2 separate regions of the Mus musculus genome follow, and region 1 is linked to region 2. The links are chromatin contacts, called in public targeted proximity ligation maps. All regions are on one chromosome and are shown on one strand. The core of a region is the stretch at or near the end of the contact, and the rest is flanking DNA. Distances in the headings are between cores, read along the strand shown.

Region 1 (6,945 bases), core at 774-3,273, 88 kb after region 2:
CATCCAACCCAATGGTCTTTTCTAATGGCCCTTGAGCTGAGGAAGAGGCAAAGGATGTGTTTGGTTGAAGCCCCAAAGCCTCCTGCTGAAAGCCACCTAATGCATGGCGTTGTGGCTGTGGCTTCCTAAATCTTAGGACTTACCTAGGGCCTGGTAATGGGCTCACCATGTGCAGTCCCTGGTGCCTGGAAGGGAAGAGCAGGTTGAATGGAGCAGCAGGCTCTCTGAGGAACCATGCCAGCCACATTCCTTCTGGGCCAGAATTGTTCTCCGGTAGCTTTGCCAAAGTGATCAGCTCACGACAGAGGACCAGCTGCTGGGTGCTGTTCTGCAGACACGTGACTTCTGTTTCCTGTGTTGGGAAGGTGCGAGGACAGACTTGAGAAACAATGAGAAGAAGCTGGCCTTGGACATGGCCACCAACGCTGCCTGTGCATCGCTCCTGAAGAAGAAGCAGCAGGGAACAGGTATTGTCTTAAATCCTTCTTGTGCTTATGATCAAGACTTTGCAAGGTTTTACTGCAAAGGGCGAGTTTCCCCCCATATGATAAATGATTCTCAATTTTGAATATATACCATTGGTCTAAATCAGATCTAAAGTAAAACGATAGTATCAAGCAAACCCATCTGAAGTCAGATGGAGCCTTTCATGTCGTCATTTCCTTTGCTCTTTGCTAATAATGGTATGCTTTCCAGCATGGCAGCATGGCTCTGTGAGTGACCGAAGGTAGATGTAACTAAAACTCACCACTCCATGATTACCTTGAGCTTTAGACTTAATGAACATAGCAATCAACCACACCTGAAGTTTTTCTAGGCTTTGCCAAAGACTGGAATCTATTCACAATATTGTGAATGGTTCTTCAAGTTTAGAAATGAGGTACAAATTCTTCAAGATTAAAATACAGATGTGGGAAGATAAATGTGAACGGAATGAAGGTTTTACATGGTGGTTGTTTCAAAAGAAAGAAAGGGATTGTCTTTGTTGTTCTGTGTTATAAAAAAATTCTCTGTTATAAAAAAAAAGAAAACATTTAATTGGGGGGCTTCTTACAGTTTCAGAAGAGTCCATGATCATGATTATGTTGGCAGGGAACATAGTCACAGGCAGGAAAACGTGGTGCTAGAGATGTAGCCGGGAGCTTTGAGTCCTATTCTACAGTAAGCAGAGAGAGAAAGACAGACAAATAGACATATGTACATACAGACAGACACAGACTCAGCCTAGCATAGGCTTTTGAAACCGCAGTGCCCACAGCCAGCAACACACCTCTTCCAAGAAGGGCACACCTCCTAATACTTTGCAAGCAGCAACCAAGCACACAGTGTATTAGCCATTCATCATGTGGGTTGGGTGATGTGAGGGTTGGGGGATATGATTCTCATTCGGACCACCACAGGGTTTAAAATGCAAGCCATGTGTCCCTACACAGAGGCCAGCTCTTTGCTGCCCTCGCTGCTGTCCTGTGACTGTGTGCTTTACCTTCTCGGTCACATTCACCTCACCTTTCTCTCTCTCCATCACTGTGCCTTTCTCCCTCCCACCCAGTCATCCTTATTCCCTGGCCTGTGTCAAAACCCCGAGTTTAGTCCCCTGCCTGAGCCTGAGAAACAGTAAGCGTTCTCCTTGTCTTTGGGGTTTAGGAGAACCTCCTAAATTATCCTCCTTGCCCATTGCTAAGTCCCATCATACATAAGCCTGCCCATGAGCCCGCTGCCCCTTTGTATTGCCTTCCACTTCAGTTCACCCACAGTGGAAACCAGCCTGGAGCTTGGTGCTTTAACCATGGTTAATACTCATCAGAAGAACTGGTGTTTCTCTAAAGACAGTCATTTATTGATGTGAGCTCTGGAGGGAATGACAAAGTGTTTGTTAGCTTAGCTGGTGCTGCCCAGACACTGCGTGGGACAAAAAGTAGAAACCATGTTTGTTAGTGGGTGGGTGGCTTTTGCTTGAGGTTGACCTCCCAGTCCGTCCTGTCCAGTTGGGTGAGGAAGGAAGGCTGTGGCCTAACTTCCTTTCTTTGCCACTGACTTCCTGTTGCTAGACTCCAGCCTTCAAGGAGACTCTACTGCACTGTAAGGTTCCTTACGTGCTAAAGGTTCTCGTTCTCTGTCTCTCGTGCTTGGTCCTGACCAGCAAGTTGTCTGCAATAGGATCTTTGCTTTCTAGCTTGATAGGGTTCTAGGTCCATCTTCGTATGGTCCCCAGACAGAGCAGGTCATATTTCCAGGGAAGTCTGGGCTCTGCTAGTGAGAGACCTGGATTTGGCTGCCATCAATTGAATTCTAACAGTGTTTGCTCTCGAATTACATTTTCCTTCTCAGGAAATTTGTTACTGTAAGAATTTGATGAACACAGCCGAAGAGGCAGCAGTTAGATTAGCCATCTTCCCTTTGACCCCTGTGCAAGATTGTTTTAGTTAGCATTTGATAGAGTCCAGATTTTCATTGATTTTTTAATTTTTTCTAAATTTCAGCCTCTTGCTACTTCTTAAAGTTACTTTTTCCTGAAATGAAACGGAAGCATCTGTATCCTCACCCCCTCTCCCTCATTGCTCACCTTTCTGTGTCCTGCCTTCAGGGACCGCACAGGCTGTGCGCTGACTGACATGGAGTGGCTGCTGATACTCCGTGTTGGCCGCGGTGCCTGTGGCTGGTGGCTTTGTGCTGGGGTTGGACAGGTGGGGTTGGACATTGCCAGCGACTTGGCAGCCCCTCGCAGTGAGGCTCTGCAGGTTGGAAAGTAGTGATGGGAAGGGTCACAGAGAGCGCATAATCCCTGGATCAGGGAGGATTGTGGTTCCTTTCTTTCTTTTTTTTCTTTTTTTAATTTTGTAATTATATTTAGGTATAGAAAACTTAGTGTACATTTAACCCAATTTAGTGGCAAGTTCTTTAGCCTTTGCGTTTTCCAGCTTGGCAATGCGAGCCACAGACTTAGGACCCAGGACATTGCCTCCCCAGTGGTGACAGATCTCGTCATATCTGTCATTATAATTGGTCCTAATGGCTTCCACCAGCTTAGCCAGAGCACCCTTGTCTTCCGAGTTAACCTGTGTGAAAGCAACTGTGGTGCATGTCTTCCTGTGGACCAGGTGCCCCAGCCTGGCCTTTCCCTTGATGATGCAGTAGGGCACCCCCATCTTTCGACACAGGCAGGTAGGAAAACCACCAGCTCAATGTGGTCACCAGCTGAGCCTTCTTGTTCTCCACCAAGGTGGTGACTGTATTGACTCCTGCTTGGAGGACAGGTGGTCTCTTAGTTGGGATGTCCCCTTTGCCAGCAGCTTTCTTCTCAGCACGGGCCAGTAGCCTTTGCTTCTTCTCTTGCTTTGTCTCTGGCCTGTACTTGTGGGCAAGCTTAAGCAGCTGAGTAGCTGTCTGCCTGTCCAGGGCCTGGGTGAACTGGTTAATGGCAGGAGGGACTTTGAGCCGCTTGTAGAGGATGGCTCTTTGCCGCTGCAGCCTGATGTAGCGGGCCCATTTGACAAAGTGCGATAGATGTCTTTTGGGCTGGATGTCCTGTCCAATGCCGAAGTTCTTAGGCCTCTTCTCGAACAGAGGGTTGACCACCTTCTTGGTCTCCTGCTTCTTGACGACGGCGGGGTCCGGGGCCACCTTCTTTCCCCTGGCCTTCTTCCCTTTGGGCATCTTGCTCTGCTGCTGGAGAGAAGAGGATCGTGTTTTCAATCACCAAAAGCACCGATGGTGCACAACAGTCTCAACCGTGTGTAAATCCTTTGTTTGTAATTTTCTTCCTTCCTGTCTTCTCCTTAGATGGGGCTCGAACGTTAAGCAACGCCGAGGACTACCTCGATGACGAAGACTCAGACTGATTCCCCCCGGGGCCGCTTTGATTGTTGCCTAAACTTCTTTTGCTTTTGCCATTCCGGAGCCTGGGTTGTTTGCCAGAAGAGTATTGATAACTGTTGCTTTTAAAGTCTGTATGAGCGCGACACTGCTGCACTGTGATCTGTGAGGAGTCGTTGTGAGGGTGGGTCATTCTCACCCACGCCTTGCCAATAAGTGAAGAGATACTTTGTTGTATAAAATACATATATGCTCACCAGGGTAAAATAAACGAAAAAAAATTATTTCTATTTATCAAGCTAAAGGAATTGTAATAGTTTTTTTTCTTTTAAAAAAAATCATTTTTTTAAGTTCTTTACCTCAAGGAATGAGATGTTTTGAGTGGGTTTTTCAAGGGGGAAATGGTTATTATAACAATAGACCAAAACTCTCAACAGAAAATTGTCAGCTCTTCTGACAAAAATAAACATTTAAAGAGATTTTATTATCTGTTTTTGTGCTATCACTCATTGCTGGTAAATAAAGCTTTCTATACTCAGGTAAGAACCGATTCGATGTTACTTTTAGATCACATTTGATATTGATTAGCACAGAAGAATCACAATGCTGTGTTCCTCTCACAGCTTCCTAGTTTTGTTTTGTTTTTTTTCCGAGACAATGTTTCTCTGTGTAGCCCTGGCTGTCCTGGAACTCACTCTGTAGACCAGGCTGGCCTCGAACTCAGAAATCCACCTGCCTCTGCCTCCCAAGTGCTGGGTTTAAAGGCGTGGGCCACCACCGCCTGGCTCACAGTTCAACACAGAACACAATTGCATATCTAAGAAAAGATAACACTTTAACAATTACGATATACTCAGAATTATATTCAGGGTAGTACCTAGACTGTAGAACCTCAGTGACCTCATTTCAGTTTGATTAAAGTGTGGAAGCTTAGAAAACCATGACTGTTTCTTTGTGAAAGCTGCCGTAATTTCCAGGGCGACGTTGTTAGGAAGCATGAACTTGACTCTCTCAGATAACATGTTTTCTCAGAACGCGTGTCTGCCTCACAAGGGTTTGGATTCCTTTGCTGAGTCAGGCTATACAGGAAGCCTTGGTGTGATACTTCATTAAAAGTTCTAATTTGTTGGGTCTTTTGGAGGGCAGTCATGCTAGGTCCCTTTTTGTGAGCCCTCCATAGCCTCAGGAAATAGCCTTGGGACCTCCCCTTGAGCTGGAACTCACTTTGGGCCTGTTGCTAGACCTTCTTTCCCTCAGGCTCCTTTCCATTTCTATCCCTGCAGTTCTTTCAGACAGAAACAGTTATGGGTCAGAGGTGTGACTGTGGGATGACAACCCCATGGCTCACTTGATGCCCTATCTTTCTGCTGGAGGTGGGCTCTATAAGTTCCCACTCCTTACTGTCGGGTATTTCATCAAGGGTCCCTCCCTATGAGTCTTAGGAGTCTTTTACCTCCCAGGTCTCTGGTGCATTCTGGGGGTGGGGGTGGGGTCCCCCCAGCCCCCTTATAGACCCAACAAGTAGCTGAAAGAGTCAGATGCAGATGTTTGAACCCAACCAATGGACAGAAGCAGCTGACCCTTGTTGAATTAGGGAAGGCTGAAAGAAGCTGAGAAGGGCGATTATGCAGGAGGACCAACAGTCTTAATCTGGACCCCGAGATCTTTCAAACACTAGACCACCAAACAGACAGCATACACCAGCTGATATGAGGCCCCTAACACACATACAGTAGAGGACTTCAAGGTCTGTGTTCATTCAGAGATGATGCATCTAACCCTCAAGAGACTGGAGGCCCCAGGGAGTTTAGAGGTCAGGTGGGATGGGGTGGTGGGGGCATCCACGTGGAGATGGGATGGGTTGGGGAGGAGGTATGGGGAGCAGTCGATGGGTGGATGGGGAGGGACAGGGAATGGAATATGGAGTGCAAAAAATGATTTACAAATAAAATTAAAAATTTTAAAAATATTCTAATTTTGTGTCACTGTGTTAAAAATGTCATGGTCTCAGTGTTTCTAGTTTCCCAGCCCTGGGCCCAGAAGTACATCTTTAAGAATTGACTGCTTATTTCAAAAGGCGTATTGGTCAAGAGAGGGAAATGTTGAAGAAGGAAGTGGACTAGCTCAGGAAATGAATAATGCCTGTGCAGGTGTGTCTTCTGCCTGTAGCTGGTTTTTCTCTCTGTAGGTCCCTTGAGAAAGGTGCCTGGAGGGACCAGTTTGAGGTCATTCAGATACCTCACCTAATTTAGTTGCAAATAACCTGTAAAAGCAATGACAGCAGAGACGGCCTCTGGGATTAATTAAGAGGCATATTGTCACCTCCAAATAGCTGCTGTGCTATTACATTGTTTCATTTTGGTTGGTTGAGACAGTCTCGCCAGGCTGTCCCTGACACTCACTGTGTAGCCCAAACTGTCCTCAAATCCTGCCCCTGCCTCCCAAGTGCTGGGGTTGTACTCGAGAGCCTCCACGCCTGGCTTGTTAATAAATCCAGTCGAGCTGCTTGCATTTCTCAATAAGCAAAATTGGAAAGATAGCAGTTCCTTCCAGAAGTGGTCTCTCTCCCCATAGAACTTGGAAGGGCTTTTCACTGGAACAGGCAGGGTGTGTGCCTCTCAGCACAAAGCAGGTCCTGAGATACTTCATTCTTCTGTCCTCTGCGAGCAAGGCAGTTAAGCAATCATTGACAGGGCGGAGACAATGAAGCATAAGCAATGGGGAGAGGGTCACGTTTAACTAGCTAGTACTACATAGGCACGCCAGCTGCCTCGTCCCTCCCTTTAACTCAGGTTTTCCCAGGAGCCCTGCACCACCCCGCATCCCACTCCTGCCGTTGCTGCCTGGGTGGGCAGGAACCCATGCAGACATTGTTGCTTGAGATCCCAACTTCAAGGTGATTGATTCCAGCTGATATATTCAACCTCTTCTCGGCTGTGTCCCTTGCCTTCCCCAGCTCCTGTGTGACAGCCACACAAACCCCACATGTTTCCGGGCCAGATTGGATCCATCTAGCAGAGCCAGCTCCCCCTTCATGCTATGTTCTGCCTTCCTGACGCGAGCTGACTGCAGTCCGTGACGCTGTTTCTCTTCTCCTTCCTGAAGCTTCTTTTGGAATGATTTAGCTGTGGT
Region 2 (6,956 bases), core at 2,418-4,917:
CATCTGTAATGAGATCTGATGCCCTCTTCTGGTGTGTTTAAAGACAGCTACAGTGTACTTAGATATAATAATAAATAAATGTTAAAAAAAAACCTTAATCCTTATTGTGCGGTATAAAGTAGGTAGAAATGTTAAGTCAATGATGGTCTCTGAAGGTAGGGCTTTCGGGAAATATTAAAAGTGAAATGGTACCTGAAAGGCAGCACCCTAACCTGGTGGGATTGTGGCCTTGAAAACACAAACACAAACAAAAACAAAAAACCGGAAGGAGGCACAAGTCCTCTACCACGTGATGTCTTACACCACCTCAAGACTCCAAGGGAAAAAAAAAAGACTCCATGGACTTTCTCCACTAGTAAGAACTTCACCAAATGTGCTCCACAGCCTTCAACTTCCTACCCTTTAACACCATGAGCCAAATATATATAGCCTTTATTCCTTACACATAAATGACTGAGGGCATATATTAGAAAAAAGGAGAGGGGGCACAAATTTTCAAAAGTCGTATTATTGGGCTTGAAAGGATAAATACAAAACGATTTTTGGAAGTTTTTTTTTTTTTTTAACCAATTTATATTTAGTTCTAAAGTTTGCTTAGTAAAGTTAGGCGAACAGCGGAGTGGCAAGTGTTTAAAGCTCACTGTGAGCAGCTCAGTCTTATTACAGAGCTTTCTTCCTAGTGTTCCTAGGCAATGGCTGCTCTACAATCTTCTCACTGAACCTCAAACAGACTTTCAGTAACATGCATCCCCTTCCTAAACAGCTAATACTGACACCAGAGAGCTATCATCTCCAAATGACCCTTCTCAGCCCCGCGGTGGACAAGCCCCATTATGGCTAAAAAGCACTAGAGAGGTGTGACCTAGGAATACTGCTATAGACGCATGCAGCCTTCACCTAAGGTCTCCCAACCCTCCCCTGCCCAGCCAGCAATTCTCCTGGGCACAACTTCATCCTTTACCCTTTTCAAATCTCTGCGTTTCAATAAGAACAAGAAACAATGCTAGGCATGCTTCTGCTTTTGTTGTTCAAAGAGACCAAGTGCCATCCTGGCGGCAGGGGAGTGGGGCTGGTGAAGCTGTATTTGCTGGTACAGCTGATAGGTGGGTCGCTGGGTGAGGGAGGGGAGGCACATTCCTTAACCCCCAGGGATCTGTGGTCTCCAAAGCTGCCAGAAACAAGACACACTGGGAAACTCTTAAAGGGTTTGGGCAGGGTGTGGTACAGCATGTGCTTAAGTGCACTCTAGAACCACACAACAAAGAAAACAAACTAACAAAAGATAGTGACGGGTGGGCATTTCCCCAGAACTGAAAGCATAGTCTCTTACAATGCTAGAATTGGAGCTAACTCTACTATTATCGCAACTATAAGCTACAGCCCACTAGCTGTCTGATCATTTGTAACCTCCTTGTAGAGCGGCCATCCAAGCCCTTTTGCTTATATTATGCTCATGTGTATGGAGGTGAACATCTATAAAGACTTCACTGCCTAAGAACTTTATCCTTGGCAAAAGAAAGAAACTTGGATGGCACCCTGCTTTTAAAGGATGGCTTTGGTACCCCCTCAGGAGCCAAAAGGCATTTCTCCCCCTATGATCTTTACAGTCTTCAGTTCACTGTAACATTTAGTGGTAAAAGTAAGCCCTATAAAATGTGCTAGGAGTCCAGAACAGGGCTGGCAGGCTTTCATGTGATGAAAGGACTTCTGTCCACACACTCCAATATGACACACTAGCAACAGGTGGAGCACTTTAAACATGCTAGTGAGGCTGTGCAATTCAATTCTAACTTTCGTTTAATTTATGTTTAAACGTGACTAGTGTCTGCAGTAGAGACACTTCAAAGCCAGACTATCAAAAATGCTGGAAAGCAACATAATGCTTGCCATATAGGCTACACTACTTTTTCCAGAGATTTGGCGTGTTTCTCAGAGACATTATATAAGTAAAGAAAAATTTTGGTGAAAAGTCCCCCAATCTCATATTCAATGGGTAGAGAGAGACGAAAGCACAGGGAACCATGTCACAATTAGAAAATGCACACAGCAAGCAGCCTTTTCTATACTGCAGTACTCAAGACCAGGTCAAACGGCCTCTACCCTAGACCAATGGCCCATCCAATAACTAATAATAGAATCTCAGGCTCCAAATATATTAAAACTGAATATAATTACATATGTTTAACCGAGCCTACTACTATATGCCAAGGTGTTTCCCAGAATCTATGTTTTGCAACAGTAAAATGTGGCACTATCAGAAAATACCCTCTACTTCTGAGTTCAATTAGGAAATTATTTCATCGAAGTCTTTGACTCAAGAACTGCCTGTGAGCCTAGAACTTGAGAGCTTGAGGCCTTGGGTTCCACACACCTGCCATACCTGACACTCTGTAACCATCAGATCCTAAATAACTGTTCAATTCAAAACAGTAACAAAGTAATAGAACCACCGCGCAAGACTGATTAGGGCTGTTGGGGGAGTGTCCTCTTTTGCCACTATGTTTTATTTTTAAAATAGAGCTTCAACAGCATTGCCAAACACAGTGCCATAAAAGTAAGGTTCGTCCTTGCCCTCGATGGGAGTCAGACCTGGGCAAAGAGTTACATATATAAACAACTGTAATACAAATAGCAACAGAGTACCACCTAGGTTGGTTTGATCCGCACACGAGGTCACGCTCATCTCTCTGGTTCTAACCACAGGTTCAGAACACAGTGGACTGTGTCGCTTACGGATATAAATGTACTAACTCTCCTTGCCCAAAACCCCGGGTGCACGAAGACGCGAACAGATCTGTACTTGGGCATTCTCATTGGGCTATCTGAACACCTATCCAGACCATATGTAGAAGTTAGGAAGCTGCGATACGAATGGAGAGCCTACAGAAGAGTCCCACAACCATGCCTAGCCCACGAGAGGAATTCCGTACTTACTCGCAGACCACAAGAACATAAAGCCGGCTCCGGTGCCCGCTCTCTTTTTTCCTTACCAAGATGCACATTTTGCAACTCCGGGATCTCTTCCTCCCTCCACCATCCGGTCAGAGCCACTCGGCAGCACCGTTCAGTTCTCTACAAAAAGTGCACACTCGCTCCGGCGGCTCCGGGTGAGGTGGGAGGCAGCCCCACGGGACCGCCCGCGCGCAGGTGACCGCGGGCTCCGCGAACCAGCCACGAGGCGGGCCCCGAGACTGCGGCGTGCGGGCGGGCGGGCGCGCCTTACCCGTAGTAGCGGAACGCGTTGATGACCTTCCAGAAGTGCTCGCGCTCCAGCCGCTCCTCGTCCTCGGCGGTGCCGCGCGCCGGGGGCCCCGCAGGCGCGGCCGAGCCCAAACGCCCGGCGGAGAACTGCACCTCCACGTCCTCGCTTCGCCCGCCGTCCTGGGCCGGTTGAGACGCGGGCGGAGCGCGCTGTCGTCGCTGCATCGCCGCCGCGGCCCACGGCGTGACCCGCCTGCGCTTCCCGGCTCCCGAGTGCGTGGTGGCGAACGGCCGGGCCTCCTCTAGACGGCGCCGGCCGCGGCCGAGGCCCCCGCTCGCGGCACGCCCCGCCCCCGCCGCCCTCAGGCCTCCATTCGCGCTGCGCTCCGCCAGGGTTTCGGGACCCGCGCACGCGCCGACGACCAGGCTAAGGCCGCGGCCGCCCGCGTTCATTCGCTGCCGGGCTTCCGCTACGACGCGCTGACGTCCGAATACGCTTAGAGGGCGGGGTCTAGGGCCAGCTGGAGGAGGAGCTCCTTTGCTGGGGGCGGTGCTAGAGCAGCAGGCACCAATGAGAGCCAGTGGGCGGGGCCACGAATCTGGCCCGCTGGAGTGGGACGGGCTCTGAGGCTGGAAAGGAAGGGCAAGAGAAAGAAAAAGTGGGTTTTCAGGAATTGATTTTGAATGTTTTAACTTTAGAAACTCAAAAAGGCAAGGTCTTAAGTTAGCCCTTGAAACTCGTTTTCTAAGTGGATTCCCTTTAAGCACCCATGAAGGCACAATTAAGAGTGCTTCAGGGAAAAGTCCAAGTTGCAGAATCAGAAGACATTCCATTAGCTGGGAGATGAACCAGAGTCAGTGTTTCCAATCAAACCTTCAGAAAACTGAGAAGCAAGCCCTGAAGGTTTGTGAGCTGGTCGCTCGTCTTGTAAATTCACTCCACAATGACATCAGTGACCTCCTTGCTCAGGATGTCATGGCTATGGGAATAGTTACTGGCAGCATAGCATCTTCCTCGCCTGTGATGAGCTACTCGAGATAGAAATGTAGCAGAGCCCCAGATCTTAGAAGGCCCTGAGACCTTAGCTCACCTGAATCTATGATGAAGTGCCGTTAAGGCTGTAAAACTCAGCACACAGACAGCACCACTGCCAAAGTAAAACAAAGGCTGAATCCATCAAAGTCCATAGCTCCGGGGAAGTCTGTAAATGTACTTGCTTTTTAGCTCTTGGACGTCTGCTTCTGGCTACCTGTTCTTGCTAACTTTAGTGTGTCAACCCAAAACATAATTTTTGTGTATAAAGGTCATCCTGCAAGAGGCTCACTGCTACACTGGGATCCCGAACATCCGGTGTCGTCAATGGCCGGCTAATCGAGCTTTCCATTGGCTTAAACCCATGTCTGAACAGTCCTCTCTGGTGGACACCTCACAACAGAAGAACTGACAGTAGGCGTTAGTGTGATCTTCATCCGTGACTGAGTTCCAATTCTACAAACACTGCTCTGAGCCCTTGCCTCTTGCCAGTGCCTGTCTCCCCAAATAAGGTGAATAGGGTCTTCTCAACAATGGCCCTGTCACTTGGTATCTTGTCATAAAACTGGATACCATGTCCCAGGAAGTAGAGCCCTCAGCAGGGATTGCCCATCTGGACTCCAGTCTTGTCAAAGTGGATACATACAGATGCTCTCATAAACCTGAGACTGGTAGCACTCTGTGCCAACAGAGGAATTAGAGGATGGTGTTTCAGTCTCTCTCTCTCTCCCCCCCCTCCCCCGCCCTCTGTGTGTGTGGCGGGGGGGGGGGGGGGGGGGGGGAAGGTGTAGAATCTCACTATGTACTCCTGGCTGGCCTAAAACTCAAGAGATCCCATCAGACAGTAATGGCTCACCTTTAATCCCAGCATTTTGGGAAGGCAGAGGCAGGCAGCTCTCTGTATGCTCAAGGCCAGCATAGTCTACAGAGCTAGTTCCAGGGCAGCCAAGACAACACAAAGAAATCCTGTCTTGAAAAACCAAACAAAAACAACAGACAAAAAAGTCAGAGATCCACCTGCTCCTGTCTCCTGAGTGCTGGGATTAAAGACTTGTACCACCCGGGCGTGGTGGCGCAGGTCTTTAATCCCAGCACTCGGGAGGCAGAGGCAGGTGGATTTCTGAGTTCGAGGCCATCGTGGTCTACAAAGTGAGTTCCAGGACAGACAGGGCTATACAGAGAAACCCTGTCTTGAAAAACCAAAAAAAAAAAAAAAAAAAAAAAAAAAAGACTTATACCACTCCCTCAGTGATTTAAGACTGACAAACTAACATAGTTCAAACATCTAATGAAGAAAGCAAAGGAGTACAAATGTAATCTCTTTATCCTGTTCCTAGTCACCTATACTTCATATCCAGACACAATCCACCCCACTTCATTTGTTCTTCCAGATTTTCTAATTCCCATTTTTCTTCACTAATGTTTGGAAATTATGTGTAAATCCTTATAGTTTTAGCCATTACTAGTTCTGCTTACACACACATACAATATCATACTATGACACAGGCCAGAATGGCCTAATTGACACAGTTCAGAATGTCATGGGTTACAACAATCACTTACCCAGTTTTTAACATCCTTGGGAATGTATCAAACATTTTGAAATTCTTTATGGAAAGAATTGCTACACTCTGTTAATAGTGCAGCCTTTAAGGATCTGTGTTGTCAAGGCGTTCAGGTGTAAGCATGTTTCAGTAAATCTCTAACCTAAATAAACCCGGGCAATGAAAACACGACTTAGTTAATATGAATATATGCTGTGTGCTTAGGACGGGCAGATCTCCTGCTACACTACCATCTTCCACATCATCGAGCCCCCTTAGAACTTGCGGTTTCTCCAGGCCAGGTGCGTCTGCTCCACTTTTTCTTCTTCTTCCTCCTCCTCTGTCCTCCTCTGTCCCTCAGCCCCCTCTCTTTCTTCCAAAACCTTCAGCTCCATCTTCCCCTCTTTCTCTGCCCAATCACTGGCTCTAGTCTTTATTTATAAATTAAGGTGGGAAGCAGGTTTACAGGAAATCACCTGAGTGCTGACTCATTCCTTATCTGCAGCCCCCCCCCACAGGAGAACAGAATTAACATCAAATACAATTAACCCCAGTGCTATCCGCAACATAAACCCAGCAGCTGTTTGCACATGAGGAAACCTATGGTTAGCATGGGGCCATAGCAGCAAGTTTCTGGCACTGTCCTACCTACTCAAGATGCACACGTACATTTGTTAGTCCTCCTATGGACTCTGACTGTGCTTATATTAGATTACGATGCAATCTAACACCATTTACATTTTCTTCAATAGTCCCCCCCACTATTTTATTTCCTCCATTCTTTATTTTCTTTATCAAGTAAAGGAGCAGATTCAGACAAATCAATTTTCCTGCCTTGGACACATGAGCCACAAGGGTGACCTTCTTCTCCTGCTTCCTGTCTTTCTGCCTCTTTCGGGAATGTGCTGTCTTCTGCTTTTGACACTTCTGAGCTGAAGGCCACTGGGAGCCACTGGAAGTAGGGTTTCTCCTTTTCCTGTTGCCACTTAACAATTCTACTACTTGTTGGGAAAGTGACTTTGACTTATTTGTAGAATGGACACAATATCTTTCTTCCAGTGTCACTGGGATAAATGAATGAAATCGAGTAAGACAGGCTGGACCTGTGACCCCAGTAAATAGGTTTTCTTGTCTCTTTTCAGAGCCTTTTAGAATACATCGTGGGTTTTTTTTTTCTT

The links.
Region 1: a targeted proximity ligation map of memory CD8 T cells shows a contact between it and region 2, with 2.1 times the contacts expected there. A contact is called at or near these places in 4 of 39 promoter capture datasets (the C10 cell line, the HPC-7 cell line, liver and 1 more), 11 of 484 Hi-C or Micro-C datasets (CD8 T cells, the MNK3 cell line, Th1 cells and 8 more), 9 of 130 datasets of targeted methods (CD8 T cells, the NIH/3T3 cell line, bone marrow-derived macrophages and 5 more) and 3 of 9 other capture datasets (adipose tissue, liver and pancreatic islet).

What each region holds. Positions count from the first base shown.
Region 1 is chr19:18,578,164-18,585,108 of GRCm38.p6, reverse strand. It overlaps Ostf1 (osteoclast stimulating factor 1), which reads left to right. Exons shown (of 10, transcript NM_017375.3): 9 at 366-467; 10 at 3,781-4,745. The coding sequence ends at 3,839. Among named protein-coding and RNA genes, the nearest start is that of Ostf1, 50 kb to the left of the region's middle.
Region 2 is chr19:18,667,470-18,674,425 of GRCm38.p6, reverse strand. It overlaps Carnmt1 (carnosine N-methyltransferase 1), which reads right to left and starts at 3,667. Exons shown (of 8, transcript NM_026120.5): 1 at 3,224-3,667. The coding sequence starts at 3,426.